Linked DNA regions of Zea mays: region 1 is linked to region 2. Evidence: chromatin contacts called from public Hi-C data. All regions are on one chromosome and are shown on one strand. The core of a region is the stretch at or near the end of the contact, and the rest is flanking DNA. Distances in the headings are between cores, read along the strand shown.

The links. Hi-C and Micro-C count contacts between places; a contact is called where the count stands out from the background.
Region 1: a Hi-C map of root tip shows a contact between it and region 2, with 3 times the contacts expected there. The contact joins the promoter of LOC103632340 here to the promoter of LOC100276564 in region 2. A contact is called at or near these places in 2 of 25 Hi-C or Micro-C datasets (ear and root tip).

The regions. Positions count from the first base shown.
Region 1 is chr7:48,708,384-48,714,553 of Zm-B73-REFERENCE-NAM-5.0, forward strand. It overlaps LOC103632340 (Octicosapeptide/Phox/Bem1p (PB1) domain-containing protein / tetratricopeptide repeat (TPR)-containing protein), which reads left to right and starts at 2,322. Exons shown (of 2, transcript XM_008654149.3): 1 at 2,322-5,525; 2 at 5,642-5,957. The coding sequence starts at 2,900. The coding sequence ends at 5,799.
Region 2 is chr7:48,565,490-48,572,559 of Zm-B73-REFERENCE-NAM-5.0, forward strand. It overlaps LOC100276564, which reads right to left and starts at 3,868. Exons shown (of 8, transcript NM_001363614.2): 1 at 3,672-3,868; 2 at 2,858-3,283; 3 at 2,546-2,682. The coding sequence starts at 3,172.

The sequences.
Region 1 (6,170 bases), core at 1,072-3,571, 140 kb after region 2:
GCTAGTTTCTCTCTTCCCCTCCCTCCCATAGCAAACTTTTTAGAAACTTTATTCGTTTTGTCATTTAATCACTAAAACCCTCAATTGGGGTTGATTGCACTTACAACGTATAATCAACAGACACACACATTGTTTATTTTTTTCTTTTGTACAAGTATATGATTGGCCACCCACTTGGGATGGAAAACTTCTCTAATGAATTCTGCTCATAGGAGCCAAGTTAACTCTTTTTTTTATCACATCTCGTCTGTCTTTTACAAAGCGCACAATTTTTGCTTAACCGGTTTAGGGGTGGCCATGCGTCAAGGAGACGAGAAGCACATGTTGCTTGGTAAATGAATGTCTTCTGTTTATCATGATTACAAACTATTACATTATATAGTCCTATAGACCAGAATCGATAAGCACTTCCTAGCCAAACTTTCCATCTAATCTATCATCTGTCTATGATTTAAAGACTTATCTACGATACAACGATCCATAAGATCCATCTTTTTGCTTAGACCGAACACCCCTATCTTTGAGTCCTTCGATCGTAATGGGTGAATACCGATCTAGTCAAGATCTAGTGCCAACACTTAGCCAAAAGGCCATGATGGGGTTTCTAGGGTATAGCCCATGTTCTGTTAAGGATGAGTGCAACATCCTACTATTTATTGGATTTATTATTTTGAAGTTACCGCCTTAGAGATCATGACTATATTTAAACAACTGGGATAAAACATATAATAGGCGTCTACACACTAGTGACTCTTTGTAAAAGCTTTGAAGAGAAACCCGCCGATTCACAATTTGTAGTGTTTAAATGGAGTGTCATGCCCCTATGCATATGTGAATCACAATTCATGGGTAAATTGTACAATTTATGAAAAGGTTTAATAAACTAAAATATGCTTCGTACTTCCGGTTATGAGTGGTCTATTAACTCTTTGATTAGAAGAAACATGGACTGTGATAATGTTAATGTTGTTGTTGTTGTGTTGCTACCACAAGATAATATACTTTTATATATTTTAGTTCATGATATACTTGTCTAACTATAACGGGCTTTGGCAAGCAAATTAAATGCACTAAAACTTAGATCAACTAAAAGCTACTCCCTCATCTCAATCGTTTTAGCTTTTTGTTTTTATGTCTATATTCAAATGGATGAAGATAAACCTAGATATATATATAAAATACATACAACAAATATTGTATGAACCCATTAATAAACTAAAACAAATTTTAATTTGAGACGGAGAGAGTATTACTTTTATCTAAATGGAATACCTGTTGTGTGCAATATATATTCACTCTTAATTTGTTTATTATAATTATGTTGCATCCATTGTAACCGCTGATCAAAAGAATGAGATGCGGCAGATTATAAATAGGAGTTTTAATTTTAGGACTGCAACAAGTTCTAGCCTTCTAGGTGATTTATAATAAGTAAGCTTGCCGGTGCAGAGTATCGTTTGCCGCCGTTCTACAGTCACTTTTGAACGCAACACTTTCGTTAAGTTATTTGTGTTTTGTTAAATACTTAGGGCTGATTTAGTGACAAGGGATAATAGGATGATTGGAGGGGATTGAGAGGGAAATGAACTAATTTCCCCCTCAATCCCCTCCAATCCCCCCTTGATCCCTGATCACCAAATCAGTTCTTATGGAGTGTTTGGTTGAAGGAATCACTCTATCCAAAATGAGGTGGTGCATCATGAATCAATTACTCAAATTTGATGTGATGACCATATTAATTATATTAGTACTAACTAACTATTAGGAATGTGGTAGTGATATATCAACTCATTCCATTTTACAAACCAAATAAAAAAGTGAGAAGTAAGAAGATGATAGACTAGCTCATTCATTAAACCAAACACCCTAACGTACAATAAGAGTTTAACAATGTATTCTATAAAATATAAATATTGTAATGTGATGTTCACTCACATTGTCGAGCTATGTTATTCTTGATCTTTAGACATACATAGTTTATACCTGGCTTTTCCTTCGAAATTAGATTTGACACACCCCTGGCATGGTAATAGATAACGATCTAAATGTCTATTCACAATTTATTTGAGCTCTTAAATAATTTAAATTAAAAAATAAATAGAAACAAAGTCTGATTTTAATCCGATTTAGTTATTAAATTTTATAGCGTAAAATTTAGAGCACATTACCACTTCTATACACCAAGATAATTACAAGCTAGAAAAATTAGAAGAACCAAAGCACATGCAACAAATAAGCCGAGTGTATAAGATCACAAACAACGCTCTATTTAAGGCAGGCGTCTACACGCCATCCTAGACCCGCCCTTAATTTTAATTGGCTTATATAAAAGAGGTAGGAAAAAATAAATAAAGGTTTAGTGCATTGGCACATGGTGCTTTGGGATGATGATTATGCCAATACAATAAACATATGGAGAAAAAACTAATAATAGAAATTGCTAAAAAGTGTGTGGCTTCCCTTGGGCTCCAACCACACACCCTTTCCTCGCTCCATTCCCGTAGGATGCATGCATGTTTCCTCGTGCGTCTGCATCGTCAGTTTCCTCATTCCTCTTGCAGACTAGTAGCTAGTGTTCTTCTCGAATTTGGGACGTCTCCCAAATCCCAATGATTTCCGCTTTTTTTCCCTACAGCGAATTCTCGATGTAGGCATGTATCGGGGAAGAGGAAGGTGTGAATCCTTGTTGCCCAGTTTCTCTTTCCCACATCTCGATTTCTTTGTTGTTCCTGCTGCGCTCGTGTTTTTATATGTATCTATCTACAAAGAAGAATCGAAGAGATTCAGTACGTAGATCTTGATTGATTTCTGAAAGAAGCCACAAGAGAAAGGAGGCGCCAAAAAACAAGTGGAAGCGAATTGGAATCTGCCAGAATATAATTACATTAGATTTGAGGGTATGGGGAAGACACCGAAGAAGAAGAAACTAAGTGAATCGGGATCGAGAGGCAGCCCGAGAACCAGCAGGTGCAACTCGAGGAGCAGCCAATGCAGCGGCGAGCAGATCAGCTCGCACCCAGCGCCAGCGGTGGACGAGGACGACGCCGTCTTCATCGGGCTGGCCTCCGAGCTGAAGGAGGAAGGCACGAGGCTATTCCAGACCAGGGACTACGAGGGGGCGGCGTTCAAGTTCGACAAGGCGATCAAGCTGTTGCCGCAGGGCCACAACGACGTGGCCTTCCTCCACTGCAACATCGCGGCATGCTACATGCACATGAACCCCGAGGAGTACCACCGTGCCATCGACGAGTGCAACTCGGCGCTGGATGCGTCGCCGGCGTACACGAAGGCGCTGCTCAAGAGGGCTCGGTGTTTCGAGGCACTGGATAGGCTAGATCTAGCTTGTAGGGACGCGGAGAAGGCTCTGAGCCTGGAGCCGAACAACGTGACGGCGTCGGAGCTGTACGAGAGCATCAAGGAGGTGATGCAGATGGAGGAGGACGTGTCGTCGCTGGAGAGACAGGTTGCGTCGTCGTCGGTCCACCACGAGCCTGCTGCTGCCATCAGTAGTCTCGCCAAGGAGAGGATACAGAGGAGGGTGTCGCGGAAATTTAGGAACTCAATCGTGGAGGAGGAGGTGTGGGAGATGATTCAGGGGGAGGAAGTGGACGACGATCATGGGAATAACGACGATGGCCAAGAGGACCATGCTGGGAGTAACGAGGATGATGGCGACAAAGAGAGACACAGCGGCAGTAGTAATGGGAAGCATAATAATTCAGAGACGCAGGAGAAGCCCTGCAGCCTGCTGCAGCACAGGCACGGGCACCACCCTGAAGAGAAAGAGACGAAAATCTTCAAGAACGCCGCCGAGCAGTACAGCAAGCAGTGTGGTGCCAGTGCCACGAACGAAGCTGCAGGGCAGCACTCTCCGGGGAGGAGGCATGGCCAAGATGAGCATGAGAAGCATCTCAACGAGATCCTGGTGAAAGGCATCCAGATGCCTGCTGAGAAGGGAAAGCACACGGCGACGACGACGGCACAGAATAATCAAGCCAGCGTCGTGGAGAGGCGTAATAAGAAGCATTTTGAGGTGGGCAGCCATAGCAGGCATACGACGACGCAGGAAAGATACGAGAGATACGCCAACGCCAGCGCCAGCCTGCCGGGGAAGCACTCCTTACTGGACGAAAAGTACATGCCGCCAGAACGGCAAATCACCATCAGGACATCGAACTACGGTGGTGCTAGAGAAAAGCATCCAAAACTATACGCCGGCAGCAGCAGCAGGGAGAACCATGAGGCTGCCAGAGAGGTGGTGAAGAAGAAGTTCAAGTTCGTTCACGGGGACGACATAAGGATCGTCCTAATCCCCGAGAACTGCAGCCTGTTGCAGGTGATGGACATCGCCCGGTACAAGTACAACCCGCACCTCAAGTCGTTCCTTCTCAAGTTCATGGACAAGGAGGGGGACCTGGTGACCATCACCTCCACCGAAGATCTGAGGTGGGTGGAGGACCTCTACCCGCAGGTGCCCGTCCGGCTGCACATCAAGGAGGTGAGCCCCGAGCGGGAGATCACCAGGGACCTGGTGATGCCCCAGCAGCTGTCCTGTCTCCCTGAGCGAGAGCCGAACCTGAACCACTACAGCGCCCACACTACCTCCGACGAGTACGAGTGCGGGAGCTCGAGGAGGGACGACGAGCGGAGTCACCCTCCTTGCGCCACCGACGAGTGGATGGTGCAGTTCGCTCGCCTGTTCAAGAACCACGCCGGCTTCGACTCCGACGCGTGCGTGGACCTCCGCGACCTCGGCATCCGGCTCTACTACGAGGCCATGGAGGACACCATCACGAGCGAGGAGGCGCAGGAGATATTCCAGGCGGCGGAGGCCAAGTTCCAGGAGATGGCGGCGCTGGCGCTCTTCAACTGGGGCAACATCCACATGTCCCGCGCCAGGAAGCGCCTGGTTCTATCCGAGGACACCTCCAGGGAGTCCATACTCGCCCAGGTGAAGGCCGCGTACGAGTGGGCCTGCACCGAGTACGTCAAGGCCGGCAGGAAGTTCGAGGACTCCATAGACGTGAAGCCCGACTTCTACGAGGGCCTCATCGCGCTCGGGCAGCAGCAGTTCGAGCAGGCCAAGCTCTCGTGGCGCTACGCCGACACGTGCAAGGTGGACATGGGAACCGAGGTGCTGGAGCTCTTCAACCACGCTGAAGACAACATGGAGAAGGGGATGGAGATGTGGGAAGGGATCGAGTATCTGCGAGTCAAAGGGCTGTCCAAGTCGAGGAAGGGGAAGGCGGCCGCGGTGGTGGACAAGCTGGTGGCCCTCAGTGAGCAGGGAAAAGATCTGTCGCCGGATGAAGCCTTTGAGCAGGCATCCAACATGCGCTCGCAGCTCAACATCTCGTGGGGCACCATTCTCTACGAACGCTCCGTTGTGGAATTCAAGCTGGGGCTTTCTAGCTGGGAGGAAAGCCTTCAGGAGGCCATTGAGAAGTTTAAGACCGGAGGCGCTTCCGTAGCGGACATCAGCGTCATGGTGAAGAACCACTGTGTCAACGGAAACAATCAAGAAGGTATATATATATTACGATGCTGTGTCCATTTTAATTCATTAATTAATTTGTTGTTTAATTTCCTTGGTTCTCCTCTGCAATTATCCATTTAATTAATTTTCCCCTATTTTACGCAGGATTAAGCTTCAACATCGATGAGATAGTGCAGGCATGGAATGAAATGTACGATGCGAAAAAGTTAAAAAACGGTAGCTCCTCTTTCCGGCTCGAACCTATATTTCGGAGGAGGCCTTCAAAGCTGCATAATATACTAGAGCACATGCACTGCACGTGATCTTGTTCCAATTAACCATTGGACTTGGACGCTGTACACTTGGATAACAATGTTGATGCTTATTTTATTGTCGTTATATAGGTACGGTTAATCTATTCTCTCATCTATCAGCAATAGTTTGTGCACTTATTCCTTAATATAATACGGAATTTCTTATACACCACTGACCACACGGATTTACTTGTTTGGCAACCCGATCGACAATATAGTTGTGTGCCAGTAAATTATATATTCTAACACTTTGGACAGTTAATTGGTTACCATTTAGTGAGATATTGGCAACAAAAGAATCATTGTGGAAAAATATATTTGTATTATTATTTCTCACCAAACACAAATGGAGCTTTCGAATTAGAGTTCATCAGTAGAAA
Region 2 (7,070 bases), core at 2,618-5,117:
ACACAGCGCTAGAGCAAAAGATCGACACCATGACGAAGGCCCTTGCCGATCTCACCACCGCCATCACTCAAATGATCAGTAGGCCGCCAACACCACCACCACCCCTAGCGTCCACCAGTCCTACTTCCATCCCATATGGCATGCCAGGTTATGGCGGGATACCTCCCTTATCAAACCCCGCCGCGCCACCCATACCATCACCGCCGATCATCACCACAGCCGCTCCACTCCGATCCACCTCAACCAACCTTCCACCGCCAACCTCAGCCTTGCTGCCACCCACATCTACCATGCCCATACCCATCCATCAGATACCCTTCCCACACTCCCCATCACCAATCCTAGGCTTTTCCGAACCCCACCATACCTACCGCTTACCCACCGCACCAAAACCCTCCCAACCAGCACCACCACAACCTTCCCTTTCCAACATTCGACGGCAAAGAGGATCATGTTGGCTGGCTGTCCCGTTGTGAGAGCTACAATCAAGGGACGCCGGAGGTGGATAAAGTCTGGATGGCCACGTACTATCTCACGTGCGTTGTACAGCTGTGGTCCGTCATGCTACGGCGCGACAAGCCCACACTACACTGGTCGCGCTTCAAGACGTTGTGCCAGCAGCGTTTTGGGCCTCCTCTGCGCACGAACACGTTGGGCAAGGTGGCACGCCTGCCGTTCCGCTCCACGGTGGACTATCAGGATCGATTCCTAGCTCTCTTGTGCCACACGGAGCCCGTGCCGCTGCCGCACCAACAGGCCCAACTATTCACCGCGGGACTGCCATGGCATCTCCGGGTGGACGTTGAACTGTGCGCGCCCGGCAACCTGCAACAGGCCATGGCCCTCGCCCGAGCATACGAGCGCCGCCAACAAGGCTCAGACGGCCGTGTGCCTCCGCCCTTTACACGTATAATGGCTACGCCATCCTCAACGCCGGCATCACCGGCCGGGCTATCGGCTGCTGCCTCCACCCTGGCAGCACCGATGTTCAAGCGCCTCACCCCAGCAGAGATGACGGAGCGACAGCGCCAAGGGCTATGCTACAACTGCGATGAGCCGTTTGTACGAGGCCATCACTGCCAACGCCTCTTCTACCTTGAGGTGACTGCCGACGACAACGAAGTGGCTGCGGCGGAAGATCCCTCACCCCTGTAATCATGCCTTCCCGCTCGAGGACGAGCTGTTTTTGGAGGCCGGGAGAGATGTTATGACCGACAGCCTAGTAGCCCTAATAAAATCAGTTAGTTTGTTTAGATAGATAAGTATCAGTTAGTTTGTTTAGATGGATAGGGATAAGGAGTTTGTTTAGATATATAAGGATTTGGTTTGTTAAGATATTAGATAAGGACGGCTGCTATCTTAGCCCTATAAATGTACCCCTTCAGTCAATGAAAGATTAAGCAAGCAAATCATCTTGCTCGGCTTCCCCTTTTCCTGTGTCTACTATTCACCGCGGGTATTGTTCATCCCGTGAACAGTACCGCACCCCTTCCAGCCAGCAGCCCTAATCCTAGGACAACGGCGCCCAAACGTCGTGGTCCAGAGCCTCACCCTTCTCCTCACCACTCATACCTTCTTAGAAGCCACAGCTCCAACAGACACGGACTAAACTTTATTTAGGGGAACCAAATACCCCCTTAGCCCCCTAAGCTAATCATGTTTCCATTTTCATCCCTCCATCATGTCTCTCAAATATTCTCCACCATCATGTTTCCATTTCCATCCCTGATGGTTGCATGCAGAACGCATACTCAACCCCATCTTCAGCATCAAAAATGGCTACGCCACCGAGCTCAAGGTGCTCAGGCAGCAAGAGGAGCAATATGATTTGGGAGGAGCAATATGATTCGGCTGGCCAGGGAGGAAGCTTTCTTGTGGTCTTTGGCTAGGGCTAAGGGTTTTTCTTACCTCCTAGCTCAAAGTCGGGCGGTTTAGTTTTTCTCTGTTTTAGTGTTGGGGTGTTTGTCAGCTGACAAACGCTCTGTCCCTGCCCCTGCTCCAGATGTTCTTTCTGGCTAGGTGGGTTCGGTGTGTGTGTGTTTATGTGTGTGTGTGTGTGTTGTACTGTTGTACTGTCTGTTTCGGGGTCTTTTCCCCTTTTCTTCTTAATATATTGATGCGCAGCTCTCCTGCGTGTTCGAGAAAAAAAAAATTGGGGGGATAGGATGGAGGGATGGAAATAAAAATGGGCAAATCTCAAGAGGCTATGTGCATATGTATATCAGATACTAAATAATATGTATACATATCAGATATCCGACTTTGAATATCCGGATCCGAATCTAGGACATTGAATATCCGAATTCGGATATGAACTGGGATCTGAAAAGGACATTGAATATCTAGGCTCAGATATGAACAGATTTAAACTCGTCGGACAGATGGGCAAGAATACCTGGCCCACATTTCATCCCTAGAACAAAGACAACCAGCTCACAACAAAATATAACCACAACAAAGGAAACAGTATGCACATCTACATGCATCTAAATCCATAGAATGCAAAATAAAAATGGGTCTACAGGAATCAAATCAGAGTACTTGCCAGCTAAGGAAAGGATTTCCAAAGTGATGATTTTGTCCCGTAAGCAACAATTTTACATTTTCTTCTGCATCAGTCTCGCTTGGAAGGAATTGTATGAGAAATTTTCTCTCGGCTTCTGTAAGAGATGTAGACCATGCCTACATCAAGGACAAGGTTTGTTGATGTATAGTTAACAGAATAGCATAAAATATCAGACTAACGCTACCAAAATAAAGAATTTAGCAAGTAAAGGCAATGGTAGAAAATAAAATGAAAACAGATCATGGTAAATAAACTCAGAAGTTAACATTGTAGGTAAGAAGCTAGGTATACCTCATAGGATAGCACACCTTTCAGGCTCTTAAGAGAGAAAATCTCTGGAGGAACATACATAACATCAGCAAGGCCTGAACAGTGTTTCTGGCTTTCCATGAAAGGGGCCAAGTCTGACCACAAAATTCCAACTTGTTCCTTCTCTGGCACAACTTTCCTCAGATATTGATCCCATTTAAGACTGATATGAGGCTTCAAACTTACTAGACAATGAGATGTGTCAAATTTTGCTTTCTTCCCTGGCCTGCACTGCTCTGAGTTGGTGCAATTTGTCTGCCGTTTATTTTGCTTGCTTGCTGTCATTCTACAGGTCATTTGGTCATTTAACTGGAAGACCGGAAACCCTTTACTTTTGAGTTTTGAATAACTTCCTATTCTTGCTTTAATCCTAATTTATTTCGGATGTTATAGAGAATCATGGAGCACCTAAAACAGGACATATATAGGTTAAATTTTCAGCTCAATATATAAGCACAATCTAATGGTGAAGCACCCTGAAAGATTGTTCCATCCAGCTCCACAAACCAAAGTAACTAGTCAAATCATAAAACTGAGTAACTGACAGTAGATAATCATCATAAGGCAAACAAAAAGAAGTAGAAGAAACTGTTGAAAGTGATTTGGAAGCATGTCGTCATTACTACTTTTCCTGCTTGTCACCCGGCGTCGTTTGAGGGAGGAGGGGATGGGCTCCTGAAGGTGTGTAGCTCGGCGGGAAAGACATGATTGAGGATAGGGCTCCTGGCAGCGTGCTGTGGAAGTCACGGAACAGAGGAGGATCCAAGGAGGTGATACGGAGATGATGGACTGTTACCTGTCGATGCGATTGATGAACAGAGCGGGAGTGCCAAGACATTGACGGTGGCGACGCCCTAGCTTCCGCCGTCAGATGCGTTGAAACCCTAGCTAATATTATGCGTTGTTGGGAGGAAAAGGCTGTGAAGACGGACGGAGCTTCTAGAGAGAGGAACGCACATCCGCTGGTCCCAGCCGCCGACGCTGCAGTCGCGGTAGCCGACGCTAGGCACGCGATGCCTATTGAGACCCTTCTAGAAAACGGTTGATTTTTTATAAACTGCACATGGCTAGAATTCTCTAGGCATCTACAACAGCCCGGGAGGCTGAGAAGAAATCTCGTCCGTTGATGGAACATCTTGCGCACATGTTTTTTTTGCCGACGTGGATGTACGGGTGCGCACGTTTGCGTCGCGCTCTATATATAGAATAGAATTTCAGACATAAAGACGGGAAACTAGAAACATTCAATTTAATCACATGGTTTGATCATTTTCTATTTTTCTAAATATATTATATCTCTAGATAGAACCTAGGGGTGTTATGGTGATATTGAATTATACATAATAAAAACGTTATATTTTTCAATACTACATGGATTTTCTAGATATACATGATTTTTATGAAGCAATATGCTTTGATATCATGCATTTTTCATCATACAACAATCCGTTCAGTGAATTCCAATTTTTATTTAAATAACTAGAATTTTAATCCACAAGTACAATTTAAATCATTAATCTGGTAATAAAATAAATTAAACTACAAATAATTAAAATATGAAAACAATATCACAAAACCAAAAGTATATTTTATAGCTCCTTTAACAGTTCACATGTCCTAACAAAATATACTTTAGGTAGCGTTTGGTTGAGCACTTATAATGGTAACGTTAATGTAATTAAATAAGAGTGGTATCTATTATCATGGAAATGAAAAGCGCCAATTGTTTGGATAAACCTGGTAACGTTTTCCATTTCCTTTACGTTGTTTGGATGGTCCTAGAGGTAATGAAGCCTAACAGCCGCACATAGGAGCAAACATGTGCTACTAGTAGAGCACATAGCAGCGAAATTGGGCAGCCGTACCGATCGAAGCCAACTTCAGCTGCACATAGCACACCATGTGAGAATTGAAGTTCAGTATGCCCTTAACTATGAAACTAATCAAGTGATAAATATGCACTCTCAAGTGATTGTGCTATGCATAATGAGAACCAAGAAATTAATCAAGTCGCTGGGATGTAAAACCCGAGAAAACAACAATCAAATGACATATGTAAAACCTGAGAAAACAACAATCACAAAGTAGCACTGTCATGTGAATGAAAACTACAGGTTACCTTGTGAAGATAAAACTTTGTAGTCCCTATGCGAACAATGATGTCGCTCACCAATTCAGATGTCGCAATACTGCAAGATTAAACAGATCTCATTAGTAGAGAAGTGGAAAACAACAAGATAACAAAAGAAAATTGATGCTTACAAATTGAAGTACAAACTTTGGATTATTATTCGAATCTGATTGTCTTATTGAGCAAAAGAACCTTTTTCTACAACAGTAAGCCAATATATGGAGGAAGTTGACATGAAACTCTAAATGAAGCATCCTAAAATAAGCTCCACCCTGAGTTTCTCTTGTATTCTATGCATATTAGTCAGCCACTAATGAGCGGTAAAAAACTGATGTGAGAATTCAAGTTCAGTATATGCCCTTAACTCTGAAAAACCGATGTGAGAATTTTGCAGGAAAAAACAGCACCAAATCTAGGCCATGTCAGCTCCAAATCTGTCAGCACCAACTCTGAAAAGCTGAGATTTGCAGCATTATTTAATTATTAAACCAAATAGGTGGCTGGCTGATTTGGAATGGTAAAATTGTCCTTTGATATTCGCTAGACACCCAAGCGGTTGCTCTTTAACTAACCATGTTTCTTAGGCAAATAAGCTACTTAAACCACGTGCTTAGGCACATGATTCTTTAATCTTTATTGTAGTATGGCTTCTTTTCTTCTGGACTCATGGGCAGAGCAAGTCTCTATGCTCTAGGCTCTTGCACAGTAAAATAGACGAGAAAGCAACCAACTAATGAGTAAATTACCTCAAGAACGGCACCTTATGAGTCGATTCAGTAAAGAATAGCACCAGACGATGACAAGCACGGGGTGGCGGGGCTCATCGCCGCCGCCGTGGAGCCTGCCTCATGGGAACACCACCTTAGAAGAGCTGGATGAGAGGGACAGGGAGGGAGAGAAAGGAGGCTCACTGGTACAGTACAGGGGCAAGTTCTTTGATGAGATCTAGGACGTGTATCATCGACGGCAGGCTCGTGGATGAGATGTTAGGGTTCGTCGACCATCACAACGGTGGCGGGGCTCGTCGACGGCAGGCTCGAGGACCACGGGTACGACGAGGAGGCCACTGCGTGCCGTGGAGCCTGCCTCACGGGAGGTTAGGGTTTCAGAGAAAGGATAGAGCTAGAGAGGGAGGGAGAGGACGATAGTCACCGGTGAGAGGCGGCGGCCGACGCGAGGGGACATGGCGGCACGAAGGGAGGCGACGCGAGGAAATGGAAGTGGGGGAGCCGTGGGAGAGGATAAGTCGCCGAGCGAGTGGTATCGAATTACAGGGGAATTGAATGAAGAAGGTTTTTGATTACCAGGTATTCATTACAGACTACATCTAGCCAAACAGTTCTATTCTATGGATATCGCTTTACAGACATAATTGGATCACGTTATATTTGATCTAACCAAACACCTCCTTAATAGTTGCTTTCAATCTAATTCAATTAGACGGCTATTCCCTCAATAAATAAAATTTTCGCTCCTAGCAACATCATATCCTAATAAGAAAACTAAAAAGAGAAGAGAAATAGAGAATACTGCAGGGGCGAACCCAGTTAAGGGCATGGGCGTGCACATGTACACTCAATGACTTTTGAAAAAGGAAAGAAATTAGTAGCCATAATACATAAATAGACTTTGTAATGAGATCAGATCCAAATACATGTACCCAGATAGATTAAGTTAGGGTTCGAGTGTTCGGTTTAGCAGAGCAGAAAGGGAAGAGAAAGGGTGCGCATACCTGGTCACTTAGATACTCGTCGCGGCGAAGGGCCTGACGAAGATTTGGCGAAGGAGCAAGTCGTCATAATAGGGGAGCCGAGTCAAGCTCGAGTTATGTGTCCATATATGCTGCTCACCATATCCCACAAAACCACCTTCTGTATTGACCACGAGCCCATCTATCTGTTGACGAATTTCGGCACCAGTCATCGTTGTAGGTGGGCGGTCTGTCACTATGACACCTTTCGTAAAGTTCTTGATGTCTAGGCGGAATGGATGGTCAGGAGGGAGAAATTGTCGATGTTTGTCGAAGGACGAATATTTGCCACCTTTTTTCAACCAAATGAACCT